Linked DNA regions of Mus musculus: all the other regions are linked to region 6. The links are chromatin contacts, called in public Hi-C, HiChIP or PLAC-seq and promoter capture Hi-C maps. All regions are on one chromosome and are shown on one strand. Each heading gives the region's core, a stretch centred on a gene start, on an enhancer-like site or on the middle of the called end of the contact. The rest is flanking DNA. Distances are from core to core; before and after follow the strand shown. Region 1 holds the start of Akr1a1 (aldo-keto reductase family 1, member A1 (aldehyde reductase)). Region 2 holds the start of Nasp (nuclear autoantigenic sperm protein (histone-binding)). Region 3 holds the start of Mutyh (mutY DNA glycosylase). Region 4 holds the start of Rnf220 (ring finger protein 220). Region 5 holds the start of Mmachc (methylmalonic aciduria cblC type, with homocystinuria). Region 6 holds the start of Ptch2 (patched 2).

Region 1 (4,807 bases), core at 1,911-4,410, 440 kb after region 6:
GGTCACATGTACTTTGTAAAGGTCTTTCTCTCTTTCCTGAGACAGGGTTTCTCTGTATAGTCATGGCTGTCCTGGAACTCACTTTGTAGACCAGGCTAGCCTCGAACTCAGAAATCCACCTGCCTCTGTCTCCCAAGTGCTGGGATTAAAGGTGTGTGCCACCACAGCCTGGCTATAAAGGTGTTTCTATGTAGTTACATCTTTTTTTGTTTTGTTTTGTTTTCAAGACAGGGTTCTCTGTATAGCCCTGGCTGTCCTGGAACTCGCTTTGTAGACCAAGCTGGCCTCGAACACAGAAATCCGCCTGCCTCTGCCTCCCGAGTGCTGGGATTAAAGGCGTGTGCCACCACGCCTGGCTTGTAGTTACATCTTATGCTTTATTGTGCACCTGTGACTGGACTGATTGTCACCTGGAAACCTTTTCCCAAGCTGTACTGGCTTTTAAATCTGTGACAGTGAATCACTTGGCATTAGATTCCCCAAAGTCTGATCCAGGTTGATGAAGTCAACCTGTGCCTTGTTTTCATTCTTATCTCTTTGAGAAGTTCAATTTCCTTTTTGACATCTGCAGGGACCCCTCCTCAAAGGGAAATATAGTACGTGTCTCTTGATGGTAAGATGTATTTGAAGGAGTCTAAATTCCAATACAATATTAGGATCTAAATTTACTTATGTTTTGAGGCAGGGTTTTACTCTAGTTCAGGTTGGCCTGAATGATTTGTAGCCCAGAGAGGCCTTAAACTCAGGTCAATTCTCCTGCCTCAGACTTTATCCAATGTTGGGATCATAATTCACCATACCTGGCTTCTGATTGCGTTTCCTATGATAGAGTGACACATTGGACGTATCTATGGACACTGCTCTGGGAAGTATGGCTGTGCTGAACTAGTGTAACCTTGGAAGAAGGCTGCTTTGCTGCAGAGTAGGTTAGGCTCAGAGTAGAGCCACTGCTGACTCTGACAGAACCAGAAAGAGTTAACTTCAACAAGTCCTGGCTGCTATTTATCCTGTACCAGTGTAGATAATAAATAATAAATAAACAGGGCCAGACTATCAAAAGTTACACAGAGAGAGAGAAAGAGAGAGAGAGAGAAAGAGAGAGGGGGGGGGAGAGAGAGAGCAATGTTTGTCTTGTACATCCCTAAAACAGATATCTATTCTGAAAAACCTATTTCTTGGCAAAAAAAAAAAATGATATGACCATCTAATAATTCACACGTGACTGTGTAGAGGCATCCCACCCAGTAAGATCTAAACAGCAGATCTTCCCTGGCATTGAAACACTACCTGACAGCTCTTATAGAAATACCTCTGCTGCAGCTTCTATTCTTTTGCCCCCGCTGTATGTAGCACAGTTCCTTCTCATAACCAGGAATATGCTTGGCAAGGCCAGTGATGGCCGGAAGCCAGGGCCTTGGGGGAGCTACTGCTTCAGATCCTGAGAACCCAAATCTTCCCACCAAATGGGACTTTAGTTATCAGTCCAAAGGCTGCGGAGAGCTTAGCGTGTAATGTTTTTGAGATACCCTGTGTTCCCCTTAATCAACATTGTTTTATTAGCGTTCCCCTGATTTAGTTCCATTGTATGACACTTGCTGCTGTGTTCAATTTCTCCCCTGGAAATAATATATAAGATGCTGTGCTTCTTAACAGACATGGTTTGTGAAAGACCTCCCCATCTGAAACTTTACCTTTCTGCTTATCTTCTGATCTCCCGGTCCTCTCTCTCAGGACCCTGTCACTGAAGAATGACCTGCAGGTCTAGGTCATTTCTCACCTCCTTAAGCTCCTGCCTGCATGTGGTAAACAGACATATACTCGGGCACACACACATACAAGTAAAAATAAATTTTTGTTTTTGTTTTTTTGAGACAGGGTTGCACTCTGTAGAACAGGCTGGCCTTGAATTTGGAGATCTGCTTGCCTCTTCTCCTGATTGCTAGGATTAATGGCATGTATCACCACCACCTGGTAATAAAATAATTTTTTAAAAAGAAAAGAAAAAGAGCTGAGTGCACGTCTTTAATTTTAGCATTTGGGAGTCAGAGCCAGACAGATTACTATGATTTGGAGGCCAACCTGGTCTACAATAGTGAGTTCCAGGACAGTCAGAGTAGTGAGACTGATGAAGGCTGGTCCCCATGTTGAAGCCCGTTCCCTAGCTTAAAGTCACCTCGAGCTTGGCTGTAATTCTTTTGTTTCATTTCTGTTGGCCACTCCATATTGTTGACACAAAACATATTGCACTTTGATTGTAAACACACACACACACATACACACACACACACAATTTGACTCAGAGATCAAATTGACCATATATTCTGAGGATGACGATGATTATGATTGGAAATTTCCCAAATGCAGCCTTCACTCAGCCAAGCAAGATATAACAGGGCAGCTTGAACTGTTAAGTTCAAACTACTAAAAAAACTTGGAGAGGGGCCGACCGCTCTATAGCCCTCCTTCACCCACTTAGGAGCCCATTGTGTTTTTTCCCTTTATAAGCTATCCCTGGGAAACACACACACCCCACCTTTATGTGGGTGCTCATGGAAGTCAGAAGAGAGTATTAAATCCCCTGGAGCTGGGGTTACAGGTGGTTGAGAACCTCCTGACATGAATGCTGGTACTGAACTTGGGTTCTCTGAAAAAGCGGCACCCCTTCTCTCCATCTTCAAATGTTTTCCTTTTAGATAGGGGATCATAAATCTCAGGCTGGCCTCAAAGTCAATGTATAGGAGGCAAGAAAAACTGAATCTTCTGATTCTCCTTGCTTCCACCTCCCAAGTGCTGGGATAACGACTCAATTTTATGCCGTGCTGGGATTTTGAACCCAGAACTTTATGTTAAGCAAGCACTGTATTAATTTAGCTATACGGCCCCAGCTCATATTTATGAAGTCTTTTGCACAGGGCTAAAGTGCAAGGTACTGAGTGAAAGATCAGTAACTTTCTAAAATGGGGTTTGCAGAGGCAAGATTTTCTGTATTTTTTGGTCAAACTTTGTATCAGGCCCGCTCGGGGATTCCGACAAATTCACTTTAGAGAAAGAAAGACAGGCGGCCAGAAGGACCCCCTAGGTATCATAGAGGATCTCTTCAGAAAGTATAAGAATCTATGCCTAGAGAGGTGCCTGCGCGGTGCACTGTGGGCCGGTTGTGGGCGCGGCCAGCCACCCAAGACTGTCCACGTAGCTTGTGCGCATGCACAGTTTCGGGACCCCGGCCCTTCCAGACGTTCGTGGTGGAGTGAGAGGTTCCCAGGGGAGGAATGTGCAAAGTCCCAGCTTTGGCTTCTACTCCCTCTTCTACTTCGCAGGACAGTGGGGGTCTCCTCCGTCCTGCGCGTAGTTCTGGGAGCCGGGCCCTCGCTCCTCCCTGGGGTGGGGCTGCCGCTTCTCCGCCGGACTTAAGTCGGGCCCTGTTGCCTCAGTACTGGAGTGCAGAGCTGAATTCGGGCCACTTTGTCTTTTCCACAGCCTGTGCTCACTGCCAAGGTGAGTTCTTCCTGCTGCTGACTCGTCTTTTTCTCCTGAGTTAAAGGCGAGGGTCCTTCAGTACCACAGGTCAGGGCCAGGATTGAGCGAATGGCGCCAGCACGTCGAGGGATGCGATTTAGTTTCGCGTTTGAGCACTTCCTCCTATTCTGTTCTCAGATAACGTGTTTCTGGACCTCGGTTTCCTCAGAGTTGGAATGAGCAAGGAAATCATTAGTGCTGTAGGGAGGACTGGGATAAACCTTTGAATGTGTCTGGTGCATATCTCGTGCTTTTGCCATCTCTTTGTTTGGTCATCTGCTCGAAATTTCTAGGCGCTCTGCCTTTCCTAATGGCGGTACAGGGATATTCCTAGGAAGTGGCGGAAGTGGGGAGAGATTAGCTTGCTCAAGCCTCTGCCTTAGGTTTGAGAAAATTTGAACATCTCCTGTCGCTACGGAGCCTTTTAAAGTGAAAATACTTGAATCTTCACATTACCGAGCCTACCATTAATGGACTCTACTGTTTAGACTTTTCGTAGGACCGCAGGACCTGCTCAGCTTCTGATCAGGCCTGTTAACTTTTCCCAGGTTGCACTTCAGCAGCGATACAGGTTTAATTCCAGTATGAATCTTTCCTGCCCGGCAGAATTGGTTATTATTTATAGGTAGTTTTGGAGACAGAGTCTCTTTGAAGAATTTTTGCTAAAAATTAATGTTTTGTCTGCTATGTAAGTATGTGTACCTTGTGGGTGCCTGGTGCCCATGGAGGTCATAAGAAAGGGACATATTCCCTGGAACTAGAGTCAAACTCCGCCCCGGACAAGCCCTTTACCAACTGAACTACACCTCCAACCCAGATTTTTTTTTTTTTAGTACTTGCTCAAAGTTAGTAAAATACTAACAGGTGTAGGTCAGAGGTAGAATTGGCGTGTGTAAGGCCTTGGGATTGTCCCCCAGCCCCTTGACACACATAGATACATGACTTTTCTTTGGTTTTCCAAGATGGATTGAAGATACCGAAGTCAGTGACTTCCTCAGGTGCTTCTCCAGCAAGCTAAGCTGTCCAGCTAGCATGGCATGGTATCTCCTGCCTATAAAGCCAATTTGGAAGGGAGACGCAGGGGGATCATGAGTTCAATTCCATTCTTGGCTACAGACAGTTCAAGACCATCCTGGGCTACATGAGACCATATCTGGGGAAAAAACCCAAACCAAATCCAAAAGAAAAGCCCCAGTATTCAAGGTCTCCCCTCAATTAACTTCTGTGTGCGCATGGTAAAGGGTTCAGATAAATGACCCTGGCTTGTGGGGGAAACCCTTTTGTTGTTGTT
Region 2 (4,134 bases), core at 1,260-3,759, 470 kb after region 6:
TTTTAAGATTTATTTATTTATTATATGTAAGTACACTGTAGCTGTCTTCAGACACTCCAGAAGAGGGCGTCAGATCTTGTTACAGATGGTTGTGAGTCACCATGTGGTTGCTGGGATTTGAACTCCAGACCTTCGGAAGAGCAGTTGGGTGCTCTTACCCACTGAGCCATCTCACCAGCCCTGTAATGGGATCTTATGCCCTCTTCTGGTGTGGCTGAAGACAATTACAGTGTACTCATATACATAAAATAAATAAATATTTTTTTTTAAAAAGTCAATTAAATGTTGTTGGGTTTTTTTTTTTTTTTTTTTTTGGACAGCATTTCTCTGTGTAGCCCTAGCTGTCCTGGGAACTTGCTCTTTTTTATTTATTTATTTATTTATTTATTTATTAATTAATTATATGTAAGTACACTGTAGCTGTCTTCAAACACTCCAGAAGAGGGAGTCAGATCTCCTTACGGATGGTTGTGAGCCACCATGTGGTTGCTGGGATTTGAACTCCGGACCTTCGGAGGAGCAGTCGGGTGCTCTTAGCCACTGAGCCATCTCACCAGCCCCCAGGAACTTGCTCTTTAGACTAGGCTGGCCTTGAACTCAATGATCCTCCTGTCTCCCAAATACTAGGACTAAAGGCATGTGCCACCACTGCCCTGCCTTAATTTTTTGTTAAATTCGTGACTCAAATATCTCATCCTATTTAACATTAACAAACAAACAAATCTCAAAGGAAAATTAAAGATCTGGCAGTTAACTAAAACATGTAACACCAGTTGCTGGAAAGGTGGGTCATCAGTTAAGAACACTTGTAACTTCCGAAGGACTGGAGTTTGGTTCCTAGCACTTATATCTAAAGGTTCACAACTACCTGTAATCCCAGCTCTAGGGGAATCAATTTCTCTTACCTCTATTTCAACTCACAATCACAAATCTATATTTGTATACATAATTTAAAAGATCAAAGTTTGTGGGTTTTTTTTTGTTGTTGTTGTTTTGTTTTGTTTTTCTGAGACAGGGGTTTCTCTGTGTGGCCCTGGCTGTCCTGGAACTCACTCTGTAGACCAGGCTGGCTTCGAACTCCCAAGTGCTGGGACTAAAGGCATGTGCCACCACTGCCGGACAAAATTTTTTTTTTTTTTTGGAAACAAGATCTCACTATGAAGCCTTGGCTGTGTTGGAATTCCTTACATAGATTAGGTTGCCTCAACAGCTTCTGCCTTTGGAGTGCTGAAACAGGTGTGCTGTCTTAGAACTAGCTCTGTAAAACATTCTGGGTTCAAATCCAGGGAGACCAGTCTGCCTCCTGAGTGCTGAGATTAAAGGTGTGTGCTAGGACTGGAGAGATGGCTCACCGGTTAAAGAGCACTGGCTATTCTTGGAGAGGAACAAACTATCTGTAGTTCTTGTTCCAAGGGTTCAGACACCCTTACACAGACATACATGCAGACAAGATACCAATGTACATGAAATACAACTAAATAAATTATAAAGGTGTGTGCCATCATACCCAAGTTATTTTTTTTTTAAGATTTATTTATTTATTATATGTAAGTACACTGTAGCTGTCTTCAGACACTCCAGAAGAGGGCGTCAGATCTTGTTACAGATGGTTGTGAGCCACCATGTGGTTGCTGGGATTTGAACTTCAGACCTTTGGAAGAGCAGTCGGGTGCTCTTACCCACTGAGCCATCTCACCAGCCCCCCCCAAGTTATTTTTTAAAGGAACCCACTTATTTCTATTTATCCATTTTTAGTTCTTTTTTTTTTTTTTCATTTTGTGTGAATAAATGCTTTACCTACATCCATGTCTGTGCACCATATGCATGCCTGGAGCTTAACGAAGTGGTGAGGCGCCTTGTGGGTGCTGGGAATTGAAACAGGATCCTTTGCAAGAATAACAAGTGCTCCTAACCTCCTAGCGAATTTTCCAGCCACATTTACTTTTATTTAATGTGTATGAGTGTATCTGCATACATAAATGTGTACCATGTGTGTGCCTAGTGGCTCTGGTGGTCACAGGAAGGCATTGATTGAATGCCCTTGAACTGGAGTTACAAAAGGTTGTAAAAGAAGGCGTGTGTGGTGCTGCTCACCTGTAATCCCAGCCCTCGCAATCACAGGCAGGCAGATGTCTGTGGGTTAGAGATCAGTGGGTCTAAATAGCAAGTTTCAGGCTAGCCAGGGATAGACTGTAAGTCCCTACCTAATATATATGAAAGAAAAAAAAAGAGAGACAGCTAAAATATTTAAAGTGTTTTAAGTACAGGATTTAACTTAACAACTTGGACGTGGGTAAAGTAAGATGATGGCAGCAACGGATTGGATCAGTCAAAGGCGGTGGATCTAAACACCCGCATCCCTTTGCCCCTCTAAGAGTTTTGAATCAAGCGCGATAGTTTTATCTGTAGCCAATCCTAGAGCAGCATCTTGTTTCGTCAGTAGTTGCTGAGGCCCAGAGCCACGCGTCTGTCTGGTCAGTTCTAGCCGTTGCTGCTGTACTCGTGCTCAGCTCTTGCGTTTCCATCCGTTAAGACTGAGAGGACATAGGGAATACCTGTCACCTTCTCGGGTATCCCCGTCAGAAAGACACCTTCGGGACTACTTTTTCCACAGTCGCAGAGACTCACTGGCTCCACTTAATTGTGGAATCTCTAGGCTGGCTCCCATTCAGAAGTTGTAGTACTGAGATTTTGCTTCTATCACGACTAGCCACAGAAGCAGGAAATTGTTTGATTTTTGTTTTCTTTTTCCTTTCTATCTTACTTTCTTTTTCTTTTTTTCTTTTTTTAAGGAAAAACGGGCTAGGGCGGGAAGATACCCAAACGGGAAGGGATACAGGGCTGTGTCCTTGTGACAGAAAGGTGTTGAGTCCTAGTCCTTTAAATCCGAGGGGGGAGGATCCGGAAGTGGATGGGCGGGACAAGGGACCTGGTATATAAGAGGGCCTCAACCGCGCGGGGTCTCCAATCTGCCATTTTCTCTACCTGAGTGAGTCTCTGCTGTCCGGAATTCTCTGGTTTTCTTCGCAGGCAGTGTTCTGCCCACTGGCCCACCACCTCAGGGGAACGATGGCCACAGAGTCTACAGCCGCTGCTGCCATCGCCGCGGAGCTGGTTTCCGCTGACAAGTAAGCGGGACTGTGGCGAGCTTGAGGCCAGTCCTCAGGGAGAGTCCGGGGACTTGGCTTCCCGGGCGGGACGGGCTGGTGGGTGGGACAGCTGCCTTCCCCGGAACAACGGCGGCCGTGCGGAGAGGGTTGCTCTGTGGAGAAGCCCTACTTGCGAAGAGCTGGCGCGCCAGCGGTAACGGCGGGTGGCTGGCGCCCCCTGCCCGGCTTTTCACGGCCGCCATCTTGCCGGGGGCAGCGGTGGCTGGCTCCATCGCCGGCCCCTTTTTTCCACCCCTTGCCCGAGGTTGCCGGTAGGTAGGCGGGGCCCGGCTCCAGTCGGTCCTTGAGCCCCTCCTGATCGCGCACTCCTAGGGTGCGTCTCTGTAGAGAGTCTGTAGACGTACCGAGAAATTGGCCAACAGATTTGGCGCCAAAAAAAAAAAAAAAAAAAAAAAACCCACACGAGGATGGAGGCTTGGAACAGGGGACGCGGGTGGGTGGGGCCTCTCAGAGGGCGGGGCTTTGCACGCTGATCGTCGTAGTTTTGGCTCTTAGGAGTGGGCGGGGCCTGTAGGAGGCGGGAAAACTCCATTGTTTGGAGTGGATGCTGCTTTTGCCGGGTCGGTGGGGCGCAATGAATTTTATTATATACTCACTACCAGGTTTACAGTAATCTTGAGGGTGGCTACGGGACTGAAGCTTTGTAACTCTTAACCTTTGCGGAGAAGTGTCTTGATTCGTTAGGTTTTCGGTATGTGGGACGGGGATTTTGTTGCTTCAAGGGACACTTTACTTGCGTAGTGTCTTCGGTAAAGGCTGTATGTAGCTATCAGTCTAGTGTTTACTTGCTAGATGAGTTTGCTAAGCGAAAGGACCCCAAAGGAGGAATGCTTGATTTGAGAGCTTTAAAGTGCTAATCTAACTTGATCTCTCCCATATGCACAGAAGCATTCATCAGTTCGAGGAAAGAAGTTATTTTCCATACAGGTTCGATTTTCCAGTTTACCTTGCCTTTTTTAGGTCC
Region 3 (4,606 bases), core at 981-3,480, 290 kb after region 6:
TCTCTTCCTCTAAGGAAACATCAGGCAAGCACCCAGAATTGCTCTTCGTGCATTCCCAGCATCTCAGCACCCGCCAATGATGCACACCCAGCCTGAAAAGCCCTACTCAGTCCCCAAGGTTTATATAGCTCTTGTTACCCCCAATAGAGGAGAGCAGTTTCACTGAAGCCTGTCTCCAGGAGAGGGCTGTTTCTTCCACACGCACAGGCTGAGATCCTGCTAACCCACCAGCCCGGCTAAGCTTCATTCCTTCCAGTCCAACCCAGTATGCAAGGTGCTTTGATATCCAGAGGCCAGAGTCTCATCCTTTCACTATGCTCCAACTGCCTAACTTAATCTTATTTTACTTTATTTTGCCACAGGCTCTCACTATGCAGCCTTGGCTGGCCTGGAACTCTGCCTCCCTAGTGCTAAGGTTCATGGCTTTTGTCACCACCATACCTGGCATTCTCCATTGTAGCTTTTATAGCAAGTGTAATGTCAAATTTACTTTTGATTCTTTTGGTCAATGTCTTCTTATTCTACTTTAAATGAAACAGCATTTTGGAAGCTAAGCTGGATGACTATGAACTCTGGTTTCATCTCAAACAAATAAACCAACCAACCACAAGCCTGGGAGTTGAGAAGATAGTTCAGTGGTTAGTGATAATTAGTTGGATTTCCAGCACCTCATAATCATCTGAAACTCCAGTTTCAGGTGATCCAACACCTTCTTCTAGCCTCATGGGCACCAGGGACCCTCCCTGTGCACATACATATATTCAAGAAAATACTCATATATATCAAATAAACACGGACACAGGGACCCTGTGCACATATACAGGAAAGCAGTCATATATATTAAACAAACAAAGTAAAAGTTAAAAAAAATCCCACAACTTTTGAGTGGAGATGTTGGTCAGTTAGTGACTGTCTAGGGAACATGAAGTCCTGGGTTCAATCCCGGATCCCACGTGGCTGCACAGTGGGGGCTCATGAGTTTTGATCATAGCATCCATATTGGACTGCTCATAAACCAGCTGTGATATCAGCCCTAGGCTACGGCCAGGGGGATTAGAGGGCTGTGAGATCTGTGTTGGAGGGTGGGATCCGACTGCACTCACACACACGGACCCACGCAGAAATCATACACGGAATTAAAAATAGTAACAAACCTTTTTTGTTTTTGTTTTTTGGAGACGGGTTTCTCTGTGTAGTTCTGGCTGTCCTGGAACTCACTTTGTAGACCAGGCTGGCCTCGAACTCAGAAACCCACCTAATCCGCCTGCCTCTGCCTCCCAAAGTGCTGGGGCTAAAGGCGTGCGCCACCATCGCCCACTACAAATCTTTTTTAAAAAGTCAAACTAGCCGGGCGTGGTGGCGCACGCCTTTAATCCCAGCACTCAGGAGGCAGAGGCAGGTGGATTTCTGAGTTTGAGGCCAGCCTGGTCTACAAAGTGAGTTCCAGGACAGCCAGGACTATACAGAGAAACCCTGTCTCGAAAAACCAAAAAAAAAAAAAAAAAAAAAAGTCAAACTAGAGTGGTTGTGCACACCTATAACCCAGCACTCCAGGTGTGGAGATTGCTTTTTGTTTTGTTTTATAGAGACGAGAGTTTCTCTGTGCAGCCCTGGAGCTCACTCAGTACACCAGGCTGGCCTTGAACTCAGAGATCCGCCTGCCTCTGCCTCCTGAAGGATGAGATTATTGTCAGGCACCATCCCACCCAGCCTGAATTTTTAAAGATAAGTTTGAAGCCTTTTATCTTTTAAGATAAGGAGAAATCTAGGTCGGTGGAGCTAGAGAACACTTCCTAGGATGGGACTGAATTCCGACATTGTTACCACCTACAGGTCAAATTAAGACCTACCAAAACCTTAACTCAAGTGCACATTAATACTTGGGTGAATTATCTTTAAAACGTTCCTGGTCATTTTACCACTTATCTACCTGTGTCCTGTAGAACGCTTCCCTCTCACTTCCTTATCTTTCTGGACTTGTGTCCATGCTCAGGACCCCTTTACTCGGCCGTGCACCCCTCTCTCCCGAACTCCTAGGCTTGCTTTAGCTCAGCGCAGGAGGCATTCTTTCCCCAACCCAGCGCCGAGAAGCCTGCGCTGCCCATGCCAACCCTGAGTTTGTGTAAGTGAAACGATCGGCTGTAATTTTAAGATTCCACGTTCCCGCCACCACAAATGAAAGCACAGATTACCTCCTGCGCAGTCTCCGACCGGCCGCTCCCAAGAAACCCCGAAGGGGGCGTGGCTTCGGTCAGTAGGACCGTCCAGCCAATAGACACTCAGCGCGCGCAAGGCCCACGCTCCGCACCCCGCCCGACCACTCGGAACGGAAGTTGACCCTACGGGACCCAGACGCCGAGACCCCGCCCCATCCTAGATCCGTGTCGCTTCTGGAGACGAAGCGGAAGTCTCTGCGTACCTCCAGAAGGCTGGCGAGGGGCGTCATGGCCGCGGACAGTGACGATGATGTGCCTCCAGTTCCAACGCCCTCTGACGGTGAGCGGCTCCCCAGGGATGGCCACAGAAGCCTAAGGGGTCCTGGGGAGGGAAAAGCCTCGGCCCGGTAGCTCGGAGACAGGCCTGTAGTTCTTCTTGCCTCAGCTATCTTAGACTACAACTCCCAGTGTGCAGCGCGTGCAACTGCAAAACCCGAACTGTTGTAGAGTGGAGCAGTGAGGTGGGATGGGTGGTGTGTTTTGGACGGAGCCGGTGGTTGTCAGTCGGTAATACCAGAGTGCGTAGTCGTCCACAGTAAGTGGAGCTTGGGTTTAACTTTGGAGCACTCCGGTAGCTGTTGAGGCATCATGTATATGTGGCTTTATGGGATCGGTTTGTGTTTGAGATAGGAGCATGCTCTGTAGGCTAGCCTTGAACTCGTGGTCCTTCAGCCTAATGCTCCCTAGTCCTGGGATTACAGGCTGGAGGATAAAGAATCCTCAAAGGTTATCTAGTCCACTTTTCTCCTGATCATGATGCAAAAAAGAAATGATTTCCCAGTCCCACATAAAGGCACTAAAAGACACAGATGCCCTTTTTCCAAATTTAGGGCACTGCCCATTTCAGAGCTTGTGTTTAGAGCTGGTAGATGTAAAATCTTTAAGTGAAAGCTTGTCAGTGGGCACCCCTTTGCCCACATCTAGCTTGGTGTTTGCTCCACAGGGACCTTGTGAAACCATCTAAATCCATCAACGCCCTTATCCCCAGGTGGTGTCAACAAAAACACACAACCTGCAGAGGAGTTTGTGGTTCGGGTTCCTGTGGTAGACGTGCAGAGTGACAACTTCAAGGAGATATGGCCATCACTCTTGCTAGCCTTAAAGACAGCTAGCTTTGTGGCTGTGGACACGGTGAGGAGTGGGAGGAAGGGAGGGCAGGTGGCTGTGAAGTGTTTGGTGATGGGTGTGGAAAATAACCACACTTCCTTTACCCACCCATAGGAGCTGAGTGGGCTCGGGGATAGGAAGAGTTTGCTGAACCAGTAAGTATAAGCCTTGCCTGTGATCCCAGCTCTAACAAATATGTAGGTCTCAACCCAGAAGCTAGGGACTGCCAGCCCTGGTAGTTTGGGTTCTTTGTGAAACTAACTCATGCCCAAACCCAACTCTAAGGTGCATTGAGGAACGTTACAAGGCCGTGTGTCATGCTGCCAGGACCCGTTCTGTCCTGTCCCTGGGCCTCGCCTGCTTCAGGCAGCAACCAGATAAGGTAGGAATTACCTTCATCCCAGGTCTGAGGGAGGCATGGGGCCTGAGAGTTGAGATCTTAATGGTGGAAATTTTTCCTCCCAGTTTTTGGTAAAGTAGATCCTCATGTTTTTCAGGGTGAAAATTCTTACTTGGCTCAAGTGTTCAATCTCACCCTGCTATGCATAGAGGAGTACGTTATAGAACCGAAGTCTGTGCAGTTCCTGGTACAGCATGGCTTCAACTTCAACCGGCAGTACGCCCAGGGTATCCCCTACCATAAGGGCAATGACAAGGTAGCTCTCCAGCTTCCTCTGGCCTTGAGTTCGAGTCCCGTGTGGTTTATTTCTTGCTTGCATAGGCCTGGGGGGTGGGGGGTGGGGGACATGTGTGTGACAAGGCTCGAGAAACAAGACCTTTGTGGAAGGGGCAGGGCGGGGTTAGATAATGAGGCGGTGCTTCCCCAGTGGGAAACCTGGTTAAGTGTGCTGACTGGGTGCTGACTGGGCATCGTTGTCCTTCCCCTTCCACCTAGGGAGATGAGAGCCAGAGCCAGTCGGTACGGACGCTGTTCCTTGAACTGATTCGGGCCCGACGGCCCCTGGTGCTACATAATGGCCTTATAGACTTGGTGTTCCTGTACCAGAATTTCTACGCGCACCTGCCTGAGAACTTGGGGACCTTCACTGCTGACCTGTGTGAGATGTTCCCAGCAGGCATCTATGACACCAAATATGCCGCCGAGTTCCATGCCCGATTTGTAGCTTCCTACTTAGAATACGCTTTCCGGAAATGGTGAGAACATGGTTGATGGGAAGGGGTGGGGCCTGGCATGAGCCTGTTTCATTCACTTATTTATCTAGTACCTACCATATGCCAGGCACTGTTTTTAGGTGCTGAAGATTCAGCAGTGAACAAAACAC
Region 4 (4,736 bases), core at 2,118-4,617, 400 kb before region 6:
GTAGTTCACCTTTGGCCTTTGTCCATGGAGAGGTGTGTACATGCATGTGATAGAAATGCATCATGCTATGTGTACTGTTCTTTGACTTACATGTCTTCTCGATTGACAGTCTATCATGACCTCCTTCCATACCAGTCCATCCAAGTCTGTCTCATTTCCTTTGATGGCTGCCCCCTTTTAATTTGACGATCTTAATTGTCTGTAAATGGGAAAGCCAAATAATCAAGCTTATTAGAATTGTACCTAAGAAAGAGTAAATCAGCTCCGAGTGAAGGCTTGTGGAATTCTCCTAGGGGTAAAATGTGTTAACTTTAGCACATAGACTTGGCCATGTTTGTTTTGGCTATTCTGGGACTCTTTCTGCCTATTTCCTGCTTCATTGTGTTTTGGAGAGCCAAGGTTGCCAAACATGTGACCTGTGAAGTGACAAGGTATTAGATGTTCAGTTTCACATTGTAGGGTTTTGCTACTGTTTTGCATTTAAGTTTTTCATCATATTGTCTTTATAGATGGTGTCTGTCCCCCTTCCTAAGTATTTGCATCTCGGTGCAGAACACTGCCAACGTCACTGAAACGTCTGGCTTGACAGCTGAGCTGAAACGGAGCTTCTTACAGGTTGTCCACTCATAAGATGTGACCTGGCTCTTAGAGGAACTTTACAAATTGATCTGAAGGAGCTGGAGGCTGTGGCACAGGCTACTAATCCCTCTCTATTCAGGAGGCAGAGGCAGGAGGATCTCTGTGAGTTTGAGGGCAGCCTGATCTACAGAGTGAATTTCATAGTATCTTAGGTTATACAATAAGAAACACTGTCTGGAAAAAAACAAACCAACAAATTACAGAGAACAAAGCTGGGTTGGTAGTGCTTGTCAGCAATCCCGGAATCTGAGAGGCTGAAGCAGGGGGGTCACAAGTTAGATCAGGCTAGCCTGGGCTACAGTGTAAAATCCTGCCTCAATAAATGAAAGCAGTCTCTCAGGAGGAACAGTATCCTGCGATGTAAGTATGAGAACCCACCACAAGGATCTGTTTTCATCTTCCGAGGTAACACGGTTCAGTCTGGCTGAATCTGCCTTTAGAGTCTACACAGCTACTGCCCCTGTGGGGCGTTCTCAACTGTCACCTGCCACAGACTTTTCAACTAGTCTCCATGTCTGCCGTCTTACCTCCAGGCTGCTCACCCTCTGACGACTACCGTGTTGGACACCTCAGGGTTTCTCGTGTCTCTGGGATGAGGTCCACTCTCCTCAGGTTAGCACACAAAGCTTTGCTATTGTGCTGTGACTCACTTCTGCTTATCTCTTGGGGCTGAATGCCTCATATTTCAATTACCAGGGAATGCAAGGGGCTCCTGGTCCTTTCAGCATACTGCAGGGCAGGGCTCAATAAATACATGCTAAATTAATGGATGAAGTATTTTGTGTTCGACATCTCAACATGCAGCCCAGGATAACCTCTGTTCACTAGTCACCCCAACATAATTAGTAATAGTGGCCCATTTATGATTAAACTTTTCTCAGGTCAACAGATATATGGTCACCCTAATTACAGCAGTGGCTACATTGATTTCTAACCTGTTCTTTTGGTCCCTGACTAGATGGTTAGTTCTTTAGGGACAGGAGTTCTGTGGGATTTGGGGGTGGTGGGGGTGTTGGTTTGGTTTTGTTGTCATTGGTTGTTGTTGTTGTTGTTTTAATCTAAGCCATGGCCTTGCACATTCAAGGCATATTTGTTTTGGTTTGTTTGTTCTTGAGACAGTTTCTCTATATAGTTCTGGCTGTCCTGGGAACTCTCCCTGTACTCCAGGCTGACCTAGAACTCATAGAGATCTGACAGCTTCTGTCTCCTGTCTGGCTAAAGGTGAGAGCCTTTACTGCCTGGCTTGTATCTGTTCATTTTTAATACTCCTATATACTGACATTGTCAGATACTTAGATGATTCTCTTGAAAAAAAAATCAAGCATAGTTCTTGCCCACATAACGTTTATAACTCAACAGAAAAGAGCAGTCTAATTAACAATAGTGCCAATGCATGACTGGTATGGCTAGAGGCTTAGAAGTCCCTAAGCCAATTGAATCCTGTGAATGGAGGTAGTCATGGTCACAGAAGTCTAGGTGAGCCTATTAGCTGCTCATTTAAAGAGCTGCTAATTAAACATTTTAAGTGTAATCACCACACAGGAACTTAGCTAGTACCTTTTGTTGAGAGTCTCACTCCTAGCCCTGGCTGGCCTAGAACTCCCTGTGTAGACCAGGCTGTGCTGGGACTTTCAGCAGTCCTCCTGCATCTGCCTCCTGGGTGCTGGGATTACAGGCATCAACCACAGAGCCCAGTTCTATACAAACTTAAGCACATGTTAAACATGAGAAAAAGGGACGAAAAAGTCACATCAGAATGGAATATTGGTCTCATTCTGGTTTAGACTATAATCCTGGGAGGTTCTTCGCAGGATGGATTATCCTCATGTATCCTAGGGAAGAGAAATTTTTTCCAGATGAGAAACCTGACTTTTTAGAAACCAAGCCACAAAACAAAGGAATTACTTCAGAGGCCAGGATTAGCTTTCAGCTGGGCTTTGCCTTCTCAGCGGGGCCTACCTGCCTTCCCTGTTAGCTGTGTACCTAGAAGTAAGTCACAAAACCCAGCCTCAGTTTCTTCTTTTTAAAAACTAGAAATATTATCTCCAGAATTAAAGGGCTAAATGAGATTGTGGAATGACATTTGGACTCATAGCTTGGGTCTTAGAAGGTTCTCAATAATGTTAATTCTCTATTTCCCCAATATATCTTTTTATACCTCATGAATTAACAATTTGAAGAGAAAGAACTATATTATAAACATCAGTGACACCAGGGAAATTTTTATTCACAAATCTGGGTGTTAAACTAGGCCCCTTTTCCTCTCTGTCTAAATGTCAGTTTTATTCATATTCACTTACAATTTTATTTTTATAGGCAAAGACCCAAAGTAATATTCAAAGCACTAAACATTCGAAGCACTACACAGCAGGTAGGATCTTTCGGGGGCGGGGGGTGGGGGGGAAAGGGTAGAGTTTTATGTTGGAGCCAAGGTTTGGTGGTCAGCGAGCAGCCCTGACGTCAGGCTTAAAAGATTTAGCCATTTCCCCTTGGTCACTTTAGTTCAAAAAAGAATCGCGGTCAGTCAGATTTCTCCGAAGGGAAAGGAGGAGAGATGTAAACAAAGGCAAAAGACCTCTCTAGTTTCCACTTGGGCGGGCCACCTAAGACCATCCAGCCCTCTAGTGAGGGCAGCCAGGGCTGCTCTCCCGGAGTGCCCGGGGTCTGGACTCCATTTCCCAGAGTCCCTTAGTACCCTAATGTATTCAGTGCTCAGAGTGCCTGTATGTGTGTGAGTGTGAGAGAATGTGTGCGTGCATGTGTGTGTGAGTGTGTGTGTGCGCGCGCGCGTGTGTGTGCGCCTCCGAGTCCCTGGGAGAGTGGAGGCTCATTCACTGATTAGAGCCAGCGCTGAGAGGCAGCACTGCTCTTCTCTCACACCAACAGAGTCTCTTGATCTGTACATGCAATCCCAGGCAGCTCGCGAGCACAAACCCGGGGCCAGCCGCCTGCTGCTGCTGCTGCTGCCGCTGCCGCCACCACCGCCGCCGCTGCCCCCGCCGGCTCTGCGCACCCGGGACTTTTCATGCACCACACTCTCCGTCTTCTTACCTTGGTGTCCTGAAAAGTGCGATCGTTCTCCCCAGGAATTTCCACGGCAAGTACGGAGCCCAGAAAGGGGTGTGGATGCGTGTGCGTACACAAGAGGGGTGGGCGCGAGGGTGGCCGGGTTGCTGAGGAACCTGGCTAACTTTCGGGGTTGGTCTCCCAGGGATTCGGGCGGCTCCCCTGCGACAGGGACAGGGACTGGGACCTGCACTGCCGCGTCTTAGATCTTGGCGACCGAGCCTCCTTGGCTGTCGGTGCCCGGCGCGCTCAGTGCGCTGCCTCACTCAAACTTTCCGTCTTGAGTTTTCCTTAATGTGTTTTATTTGGGGGGTGCAAGGGGGAGGGACCAGACGCTGGAATTGGACAAGTAGGGAGGGCGAGGGGGATAGCCAGGGGAAGGGAGCAGGACTTCTCCATCTTTTTATAAGCCCCATTTCCACTTTGTTTGGGTCGACCGCGAGTAAGCTCTCCTGCCCGGCTTCCCGGTGCACCCCGCTGTGATTTCCGCGGGCCCGGTCTGAGTGTTACTCAGTGGGGACTCTCAGGCGGCGGGCGGGATAGGAAAGGGGCGATCTGTTGAGAAACGATCCCAGCCGCACAACACATTGCCGACCCGGTGGGGTACCCCGCAGGCTCCGGAGCCTTGGGGTCCCCAGAGGCTCGGCTTACTTTTTCCTGACGAGGACGGGTGTGAAGGATGGAGAAGGAGAGCCGGGGGGTGCGGTGGGGGTGGGATGGGGAAAACCTCCGCCTGCAGGATGAAGGCAGGTGCTGCCACTGAGGTGAACCGTGCTATCTGTAACCGGTAAACTCCCAGCTCCACTGGGTTGGACTGGCCGGCCTTAGAGTAACGCGTTCCGTGCCGGTCTCCTGGGATTGGGGGTGGGGGGGCGGGATCCCCTCTTCCAGCGATTATAAGGAGCGAGGTGGGAGGACGATCTTGTAAAATCACGAGCTTGCTTTTTGTGTGTGTGGTGTTTTTTCTTTTTCTTTTTTTCTTTTCTTTTCTTTTCTTTTTTCTTTTTTTTTTTTTTTTTTTTTTTTTTTTT
Region 5 (4,614 bases), core at 1,282-3,781, 390 kb after region 6:
AATTGCTCTTAAAGAGAACTTTGATTTCTTTGAGCCTCCACATGATGGTATAAAACATTCATACACCTAAAACACTTTTTTGTGTGTCCTTTTTGTTTTCTGAAAAAAGATCTTTTTAACCCTGGATGGCCTATAGCTCAATATGTAGAGCAGGCTAGTCTCAAACTCATAGAGACCGGCCATCTCTGCCTTCTGAGCACGAGAACTAAAACTGTGTGACACCAAGAAGCACATTTTTTAAAAAATAGTATAGAATAGAGTTTATTCAGGGCACAGAAGGGGAGTTGGAAAGGGGGAGAGGGAGAGAGAGAGAGAACAGAGAAAGAGGAGAGGAGAGGCCTGCCAGAAACATGTGGAGAGAAAGGGGTAAGGGGAAGAAGAAGAGGAGGAGAAGGAGTAGAGGAAGAGTGAAGCACATTTTTAAAAAATTTTTATTTATTATATATACAACATGTATGCCTGCAGGCCAGAAGAGGTCATCAGATGTGGGCCAACCCGTGGTTGCTGGGAATTGAACTCAGAACCTCTTGAAGAGCAGTCAGTGCTCTTAACCTCTAAGCCATTTCTCCAGCCCCCAAGAAGCACATCTTAAACAAACAACCAAAAGGGTGAAGCCTTGCCCATCACTTACTCACTCTGCAGCTCTTGGTGAAAGCCACTGGCAGGACCCAACTTTCCTGGTCTTGCTTTCATTTGGTTTTGGACTAGCTCTTGAACCTGACTCCGAAGGCCCTGCAGTTCCTTTTTCAGCCCTTCCAGGCATTGCTCCAGAAGGGCTCTCCCTTTGGGGCCCTCCTGCAGCAGTTTTAGTGATGCTGTAGAGGGGAAAGTAAGGTCAGTGGCTCTAAGAGACTCACATGAGAGCAAATGACACATAGGTAAAGCTGTGTAGGGCTGGAGGGAGAGAAGCTCACCCATTCACTAAAAGGCTAAGCCCCACAACCGAAAGCTGTATGTACATCAGCGGTAGAGCACAGATCATTAGCATGTGCAAAACTCGAAAGCTGTATGTACATCAGTGGTAGAGCACAGATCATTAGCATGTGCAAAACTCTTGGTTTCCATTTTAAAACTCTGTGTGCCATACATAGAAAAGAATTGGCCCAATACCTTCTAGAGCACTGATCTTGAACATATGTTGCTCCCGATCCTTCAACAGGCTCTGTACAGAATGCTTCAGCGCCTCAGTCACCTACCCAAGCAGAGAAAACCCAGACATTCCTTTCTAAGTCATTGTCCCAACTCCTAATATTCTCGTCTCACATTATCACCACGTACATACCCCTAATACCTCACCTGAGCCTGAGCCTGAAGCTGGGATCGGAGTTTAGTAACTTCATCCCAGAGAGAGGAGCTGTGGGCTTCAGTACAGCTCAGTCTCTCTCCAAGAGTGGGAGTCTTTAGAGCCCAAGGCTGTTGAGCTTGGGCCTCTGGCTGAGGAGGTAAGCGATGAGAAGTCCAGGTGTCAGCCAGGTCCCCTATTGTGGGAATAGGGAAGGGACAAGAGCAGGGTCTGTCTGTGTAGGAAATCAGAGGACAGGAAGTAGCTGGGATTTGTACAGAACTGTGAGCTGTACAGGCAGGCACTGAAAGAAAGGAGGCTCTGAGAAGACAAAGGGCTGGGAGAAAAGACAATACTTACCTGTAGAGGAAACTCGAAAGGGATACAAACTCTGCTACAAAAAAAAAAAAAAAAAAAAAAAAAAAAAAAACCAGCAAACAGTTCAACAAGCCAGTGAGCTCTCAGTGCCCTTTACTAAGCCCTAGCCTAGCCTCCCAATGGGAGGGGTTAGATGGGGATCCCAGAGGTCCCCCTCTTACCTTAATCCGGGCCATATTTTCATCAGTTGAACTGAGAACCGCATGAAGCTGATCAGACCAGCTAGGGCTCCTGTTCATCCTGGAGCACTTGAAATTGCGTCTCTAACTTTCCCTGTTCTTGCTCTTCCACACTCAGATACCCGCGGGCCAGCCCAGGACAAGCCACAGAGTTAGATGGAAATAAGGAAAGTGGGAATATATTAGGGCTACAGAAACAGTGCGATAGCAATACTGTGAATCTAGAACTACGGAACAGAGTACTTTGAAAAGTGGGGGGTCGGGGAGGGGGGAAGAAAACAGAATAATATCGAGAGGGTAGAATGAACCGAATTTTGGTTGAGACCTCCACAAATCAAGGACGCTATCACCACTGAGACAAGTGACAAGTGCCGCTCAAGAGTTCAAACTCTGGTAGGCGGAGAATGAGATTTTAAGTACCGGTGCCGCAGCGCCACCCGGGAAACTGAGTCCGCTTCTTGCGGAGACCACAGGCAATAGAGGGCGGAAATACGTTTCCCTGGAAATACGTGCCCTGTGCGTTCACACTCACACCTCCCGTGAAGCTCGTCGGGACACGGAGTCTTCCAGACTCGGTTATGTTTGGGCTACAAGGACAAAAGTAACTACGTGTACCAAGATGCACCGTGCAGAGTCAGTTGAGTCCGTTACTATTCCTTTACTTCTTGGGAAATGTAGTCCAGCCCTGATGGACGCATACAAGCCTAAGTTAGCTATGAGACTCCATTTCCCAGCAAGCTCAGCGTTCAGCGTGCGTTATGGAGCCGCGAGTCGCAGAGCTGAAGCAGAAGATTGAGGACACCTTGTGTCCTTTTGGCTTCGAAGTTTATCCCTTCCAGGTTGGTTTGTCTTCCCTGTGGTCCTAGGGTGAGCTCTAGGATTGGCCTTGGTGCCAAAAGTGTGAAGGCCGGTGAGCCCTTCTGATCCTCTCAACCTACTGCAGCCATCTGATGACCAGGTCGTGTTGTAAAATGGGGCTTGATTAAAAAACGTAGAGAAACACATGTTTGCCCTTTTATGTCTTTATGATGTCAAACAAATGAATGGGATACAGCCCAAGATCCCCTAACCTGTCATCATTATAATTTACCAGAAAACGGTCTCCCGGTGTGGGCGGGATCATCAGATTCTTCCAAAGGAATTAGAAGAGGTCAAAACTTGGAAGGTTGGTGTGACAGTGTACTCGATCAGATGAAGAGAGAAGAGTATTCCTAATGTTGAACAAGAGACAATTGGCTAGTTTGTTCGGCCAGCCAACAGAAGGCTAATTCATGGTGTTGCTTGCCATCAATACGGGACTGAGCATAGAAATTCCTCACGCTCGCCTGGTACAGAAGTCTCTGTAACCACAGTCCCTCTCCACCCCACCCAGCCCCGCCCTATTCCACACTTTCCTCCCACAGTGCTGAGTGAACAAAATTATGTTTAAGACACAAACTAAAATCCGCCTGTGTCCTTTGGCCTATCTTAAGATTCCTAGGCCATTGAGCTTTCCAGGGGAAGACTTGTAAGAAGATACTATTGAGAAGTTAAGTCTAGTTTGAAAGCCATGCTTGAGGTCTTGGGTTCAATTCCTAGTAATGAGGCAAAAACAAAATTGAAAGCTGAGGCTATAAAACTAAGTGAGATGTATATCTATCTATCCATCTATCAGAAATTTATCTGATAGGTGGATGGCTAGCTAGCTAGAGTGCTGGCTTAGCATTTGCAAATCTCAGTCACCAGCACAAAAACAGAGAAATGTATATGAAAAGATGGATTGAAAGGAGAGGAGAATTATGTACATTCTAGAGTCAGATTGGGACTGGAAAGAGAGCTCAGCAGTTAAGAGCACTGACTGCTCTTCCAGAGATTCTGAGTTCAAATCCCAGCATCCACATGGTGGCTCACAACCATCTGTAATGGGATCTGATGCCCTCTTCTGGTGTGTCTGAAGACAGCTACAGTGTACTCACATACATAAAATAAGTAACTAAATCTTTTTTTAAAAGTCAGAATTTGGAGGCAGTGATGGAAGGTAGTGATGGAAGGCAGATATGGGAAAGAATAGAAGTGCCTATGTGAATGTGAGGCATGGTGGCTGAAGCCTTTGACCCCAGCACTCAGGAGGCCGAGTCTTCCAGACCAGCCTGATATACATAGCAAGCTCCAGGTCAGCCAGAGCTATAGTGAGACCCCATCTTATTTTAAACTTGTGTGTGTCTAGTCTGGATAATAGGAACTATTATACTGAGCAGAGTTAGCCCCGCCTGTCTCCTAAGGTCTTGCTACTCACCTTTCCAGTCCTATATCCAACAGCCACCATGAATATCACCTGAATCTTCCAAACACAGGTTGTTGTTTTTAGCCCACCAACCTATCCTATATCCCAGAACACTTCTCACATATGAATTATTATAATCTCCTTGCTGCCATCTTGGCTCCAATCCATTCTCTACAGCGCAACCAGATCTTAGTAATGCAATTATTGGTCACTTTATTCTTTTAAGGGTTAAATGACTCCTCATCTTCACCAAGTTGGTGCCATAGTTTTTAAGTTGATATGTAAGGCCAGGCCCAACCTCTCTCCTACTAATCTCTCAAGCCTTCCCCTAGTGCATTTCCTTCTTTTTTTCTTTCCTTTTTTTTTTTTTTTGGTGGGGGAGAGGGGCGGGGGGATGGGGTTCTTTTTTTGTTTTGTTTTTTCGAGACAGGGTTTCTCTGTGTAGCCCTGGCTGTCCTGGAACTCACTCTGTAGACCAGGCTGGCCTTGAACTCAGAAATCCACCTGCCTCT
Region 6 (4,415 bases), core at 361-2,860:
CCTTCCTTCCTTCCTTCCTTCCTCCCTCCCTCCCTCCCTCTCTTCCATCTGTCCGTCTGTCCCTCTCTCTCTCTCTCTCTCTGACACAGGCTATTGTTAAATTCTTAGACTGAAAGTATTTCTCTTGCCTCAGCCCCTTGAGTAGTTAGAATCACAGTGCTAATCTGAGTTTGCAGGTCAGAGCCGTCTCTCCCTGCCTTCTCTTATACAACACAATACCACTTGGCTTTGTTTTGTTTAGAACTTACCCCCACACACATTTTACTTCCTTTGGCTATTGAAAAATACATCTTGTTCCATTTGTAAACTCTGATGTACAGTTAAAAGAAACCTAGCTATAAACGCTAAATAAGCAGACACATAATCAAAGATGAATATTCCACAAGCTTATTCATAAGAGGCTACCATCTAGAGTTGTCCATTTATGGGTGAGAGAGATAGGTGTGAGACAGTTGATGGTAAAGACTTGCCTAGCTTGCACAATGCCCTGGGCTTCATCCACAGCACTGAGGGAGATTGGGAGAGAGGTAGGCTTTCTGCAACACACCCAGATACACAGGCTCTGAACAGGAGATGGCCCTCTCGATCCTTGACCAAAGCAGCTACGGCCAGCTCCAGTAACTCACCTTCTACCCAGAGCTGTTCTAGGTCTGTCTCAATTACAGCCACTCGGAGACCCAGTGCCAGAGCCCCAAAGGCCACCAGTCCCAGGAAGAGCACTTTGCCGCAGTGTTTCTGGATCCTGCACCCCAGGGAGAAGAGTAGACCTTGGAAGTAAGCTCGAAGCCAGAGAGGAGCCTGCAGGCTCCCAGCTAGGATCTGGGATAGAGAGAGGAGGAGGTCAGCCAGCTGTCAGCACAACAATGGAGGAGCTTTCCCTTTTCTCCCGGTCAAGTCCCAGTTTCCTGACTTCTGGATGCAGGGCAGGAAACAGCTACAGATAAAGGTTTCAAATGTGGAAGATTTAACTCTCTTTCCCTGTGCCTTCTCCATAAGCACACCTGAAAATGCCCATTTTTAGAAGGTTATGAGTCGTGAACACACACACTCGTTGTCAGCTAGGCAAAGAGGTGAACCCACAGACATAACTATTTTCACTGACCAGATAATAGGAAATAAACTAACAAATCACTTGCTGGCTCTCGCTTGTCTTCAAACACAGATCCAGTAACACTAGACTTCTAGCCCTACAGATGTTCAAGCGACGTTTAAGTTACAAACCCAGCCCCTCTACTCACATGAGGTGCGGAGGACCGAGCTGGAGGTGTGTAGCTGGGAGGTAGCTCTCCAAGGGACAGTGGCCGAACCATGCTGGTGAGGATGGGGGGCGCGAGCGCCCCCAACCTGCGTTATCTGAGCGCTGCCATAGGCTAGCTTGGCGCCTTGTGCCGCCCGGCTTCACCTGAGGATTCCTAGCTGCCGTGAACGGCCATACGGTCCTGGGTGAGGCGCGCGTAAAGATGCACAGGAGCAGCCCGCAGCGGCGGTGCGGGGTGGTGGCCCCAAGCCCCGCTGGATCTGTGGGCTGTGGTCCAAAGAGGGCTCCGCGTGTGGGTGGACCCGACTGGCTGCGAAGCACCTCACAGCTAAAGGTGGCGACTGTGGATCTCGGGAAGCACCAGGAGGCTCAGAAAAAAAGGAGCGGGCCGGGGTGACGCCCTCCCATTGGCTAAGGGGGCGGCAAATTACCCGCTGCCTTGCAGCCGGATCCGTTGCTAGGTAACGGCGCCGCAGGGGGCGGGGCAGGAGACCACCCAGGCAGGGCCACCCCTTTGCCTCGCCTCCCGGGCTCCCCAGCCCGCCCGCGGGGCCCTAAGGAGAGGAGAAGGGAGGGTGATCCTGGAGGCGCTAGTCGTTGGCCAAGTGTAAGTCAGGATGTTGAGAAAGGGAGTCTGCTGGTCCCCTTTGGGCCACCCTTTCTTCCCGACCCAGCGCAACCCTAAGGACCTCCTTTCCACTCTTTCCAAGCAGGCCAGACTCAGCTCTAAAATGCAAATCCCACGGCTGCACCAAAGCCCAAAGCCCTGCACCATCCAACTAAAGCTTTTTTTTTTCCTCTAAGTGCCTCACACCCACTCAGTTGCCTTCCAGTCCCGAATTGCCCTCAGTAATTTCCTAAGTTCACATGTTCTTGCCTTTGTACATGTTGGGGCCCCTTTGTCTTGGCAGATAACTTTTAAGCCTGAACTTGAATCAGTCAGCCTAAACTTTTGGAAGCCTTGGCAGATAATTGCTTTTTTCTTTGTGGTTCTTATTAACATTCAGTTTGTGTATTGTATTTTTAAATTTTTATTTTAACTTTTTTTTGTGAGACATGGTCTTAAGTAGTTCAGCTTGGCCTTCAACTCCTTATCCTGGTTGTGTCTGTCAAGTTAAGGGACTATAACAGTCCTGTATTGCCCAGCCTGTCTGATAATTGTATTTGTGATGACATAATTTATGTACAACATTGGGAAACATGTTGCTTTTCCAAGTGACTGTGCTATTTCTGTGCTCCTGACTGTTAAACTCTGATCGGTCATCTGAGGGTAAAAGTCTGACTCCTCATACAGAACATTTGGGAAAGGAGCCGGGCAGTGGCAGGCCCATCTCTTGTGAGTTCCAGGTCTCAGCATGGTCTACATAGAGAATTCTGGAACAGCCAGGGCTACCTAGAAAGATTCTGCCTCAGAAACAAAATACGTTTTTTGGGGGAAAAAAAAGACTTCAATAAATCTGTTGTTCTGATACTGCTATCACATCTGGCTAGCCTCTTGCTCAATTCTTCCAGACTTCTTAATCATTATATCATAAATATTTTATATTACTACACAGTCCTCTCATCAATCATTTGCAGAATGTCCTCAGGACAGATTCCCAGAAATGGGGTTGTTTGGGTCAAAAAGCATGAATATGGTTTTGGCCTTGCTACATACTGCCAAACTTGTGCAAATTAACATCATCAGCTCCAGGGCTTAATCCTAAGGGTTCCCCAGTTGGTTTAAGGGGTGGGCAGTTAAGGAGGAATGAATGTGTCTGTCTACAACACTGCTACTCTGTGGCTAAGAGGCACCTGGGCAGGAATGGAAGCCTTGGGCCTGGAGAGATAGCTCAGCAGTTAAGGCCACCTTTTGTTTTTGCAGAGGACCTGGGTTTGGCTTCCAGCATCCACAAAGGAGAGTTCACAGCTACCTGTAACTCCAGCTCCAGGGGATTCAACACCTGGCCTCTGAGAGCAAGTGTATACACACACACACACACACACACACACACACACACACACACACACACACACACACATGCGTCATATACAGACTCTCCGGCATATACATATAAGTAAAGGTAATATGAAAATGAGAAAGAAAGCCTGTGTACACGGTATTCTCCCGTTTGTAATGGGAGGAAGTGCACCCTGTGTACACGGTATTCTCCTGTCTGTAATGGGAGGAAGTGTACTACAGAGAAAAGTGTACCCTTAGCAAGCCTGGAAATGGAAACAGCTCTGAAGTGGGCTCTCTAGACTCCTGTAGCAATCTTGGGGCTATAAAGGCAGGGAATTGCCTAGAATAAGCGCTGCACGGCATTATAACGCCAGGACAAAATTGACATTTCTTTTTTTTTTTTAATTTTTTTTAAGATTTATTTATTATTATATGTAAGTACACTGTAGCTGTCTTCAGACACACCAGAAGAGGGAGTCAGATTTTCTTACGGATGGTTGTGAGCCACCATGTGGTTGCTGGGATTTGAACTCTGGACCTTCGGAAGAGCAGTCGGGTGCTCTTACCCACTGAGCCATCTCACCAGCCCAAAATTGACATTTCTTGAGCTCTTTCTTCTTTCCAGATTCTCATGGAGACACAGGTGTGTCATCATTTCAGCCTGGATTCTGCTTCCATTTCCAGCTCAACTGACTGCTGCCATCAATTACCAATTGTGGCAAAGTCCTAGACTTTTTTTTTTTTTAAAGATTTATTTATTATTATATCTAAGTACACTGTAGCTGTCTTCAGATACACCAGAAGAGTGCATCAGATCTCATTACAATGGTTGTGAGCCACCATGTGGTTGCTGGGATTTGAACTCAGGACCTTTGGAAGAGCAGTCGGTGCTCTTAACCACTGAGCCATCTCTCCAGCCCCTCTAGTCTTTTTTTTTTTTTTTTAAAGATGATTATATGCAGTTGAGTTGTGCCTCAGACTCCCATGTCTTGAGATTATAGGCATGCATCATTACACTTGGCTTGGATTTTTCTTCCTTCTTTCTTTCTCTCTCTCTCTCTCTCTCTCTTTCTTTCTTTCTTTCTTTCTTTCTTTCTTTCTTCCTTCCTTCCTTCCTTTCTTTCTTTCTTTCTTTCTTTCTTCCCTTTCTCTCTCTTTCTCTCTCTCTCTTTCTCTCTCTTTCTTTCTTTCTTCTCTTTCTTTCTTTCTTTCTTT

What was found. Hi-C and Micro-C count contacts between places; a contact is called where the count stands out from the background. HiChIP or PLAC-seq counts read pairs in DNA pulled down with a chosen protein or histone mark. Capture Hi-C pulls out chosen DNA fragments and counts their contacts.
Region 1: a contact with region 6 is called in a promoter capture Hi-C map of adipose tissue. The contact joins the promoter of Akr1a1 here to the promoter of Ptch2 in region 6. A contact is called at or near these places in 1 of 39 promoter capture datasets (hematopoietic stem and progenitor cells) and 1 of 9 other capture datasets (adipose tissue).
Region 2: a contact with region 6 is called in a Hi-C map of liver, with 2.1 times the contacts expected there. The contact joins the promoter of Nasp here to the promoter of Ptch2 in region 6. A contact is called at or near these places in 1 of 39 promoter capture datasets (cranial neural crest) and 1 of 484 Hi-C or Micro-C datasets (liver).
Region 3: an H3K4me3 HiChIP or PLAC-seq map of bone marrow-derived macrophages shows a contact between it and region 6, with 4 times the contacts expected there. The contact joins the promoter of Mutyh here to the promoter of Ptch2 in region 6. A contact is called at or near these places in 24 of 39 promoter capture datasets (the 3T3-L1 cell line, 3T3-L1-derived adipocytes, the C10 cell line and 15 more), 1 of 484 Hi-C or Micro-C datasets (embryonic stem cells), 19 of 115 datasets of contacts at active chromatin or transcription factors (the 230-238 cell line, the SCID.adh cell line, T-cell acute lymphoblastic leukemia and 12 more) and 4 of 9 other capture datasets (adipose tissue, liver, macrophages and 1 more).
Region 4: a contact with region 6 is called in a promoter capture Hi-C map of pancreatic islet. The contact joins the promoter of Rnf220 here to the promoter of Ptch2 in region 6. A contact is called at or near these places in 2 of 9 other capture datasets (adipose tissue and pancreatic islet).
Region 5: a contact with region 6 is called in a promoter capture Hi-C map of adipose tissue. The contact joins the promoter of Mmachc here to the promoter of Ptch2 in region 6. A contact is called at or near these places in 3 of 39 promoter capture datasets (hippocampal neurons and liver), 1 of 115 datasets of contacts at active chromatin or transcription factors (embryonic stem cells) and 4 of 9 other capture datasets (adipose tissue, liver, macrophages and 1 more).

The regions. Positions count from the first base shown.
Region 1 is chr4:116,650,027-116,654,833 of GRCm38.p6, reverse strand. It overlaps Akr1a1 (aldo-keto reductase family 1, member A1 (aldehyde reductase)), which reads left to right and starts at 3,160. Exons shown (of 9, transcript NM_021473.3): 1 at 3,160-3,495.
Region 2 is chr4:116,626,326-116,630,459 of GRCm38.p6, reverse strand. It overlaps Nasp (nuclear autoantigenic sperm protein (histone-binding)), which reads left to right and starts at 2,509. Exons shown (of 16, transcript NM_016777.3): 1 at 2,509-2,570; 2 at 3,031-3,128. The coding sequence starts at 3,070.
Region 3 is chr4:116,805,358-116,809,963 of GRCm38.p6, reverse strand. It overlaps Mutyh (mutY DNA glycosylase), which reads right to left and starts at 2,230. Exons shown (of 16, transcript NM_133250.2): 1 at 2,193-2,230. Toe1 (target of EGR1, member 1 (nuclear)) reads left to right here and starts at 2,405. Exons shown (of 8, transcript NM_026654.2): 1 at 2,405-2,496; 2 at 3,205-3,347; 3 at 3,438-3,478; 4 at 3,609-3,705; 5 at 3,821-3,979; 6 at 4,219-4,478. The coding sequence starts at 2,445.
Region 4 is chr4:117,495,683-117,500,418 of GRCm38.p6, reverse strand. Rnf220 (ring finger protein 220) reads left to right here and starts at 3,367. Exons shown (of 15, transcript NM_025739.3): 1 at 3,367-3,736. It overlaps Gm12827 (a long non-coding RNA gene), which reads right to left and starts at 4,682. Exons shown (of 5, transcript XR_868034.2): 1 at 3,691-4,682; 2 at 91-199.
Region 5 is chr4:116,706,302-116,710,915 of GRCm38.p6, reverse strand. Mmachc (methylmalonic aciduria cblC type, with homocystinuria) reads left to right here and starts at 2,531. Exons shown (of 4, transcript NM_025962.3): 1 at 2,531-2,678. The coding sequence starts at 2,598. Ccdc163 (coiled-coil domain containing 163) reads right to left here and starts at 2,321. Exons shown (of 10, transcript NM_026714.3): 1 at 1,822-2,321; 2 at 1,643-1,676; 3 at 1,297-1,478; 4 at 1,111-1,192; 5 at 632-815. The coding sequence starts at 1,899.
Region 6 is chr4:117,093,251-117,097,665 of GRCm38.p6, reverse strand. It overlaps Ptch2 (patched 2), which reads right to left and starts at 1,610. Exons shown (of 22, transcript NM_008958.3): 1 at 1,239-1,610; 2 at 627-819. The coding sequence starts at 1,310. RefSeq lists enhancers at 1,455-1,954, 1,517-1,975, 816-2,514.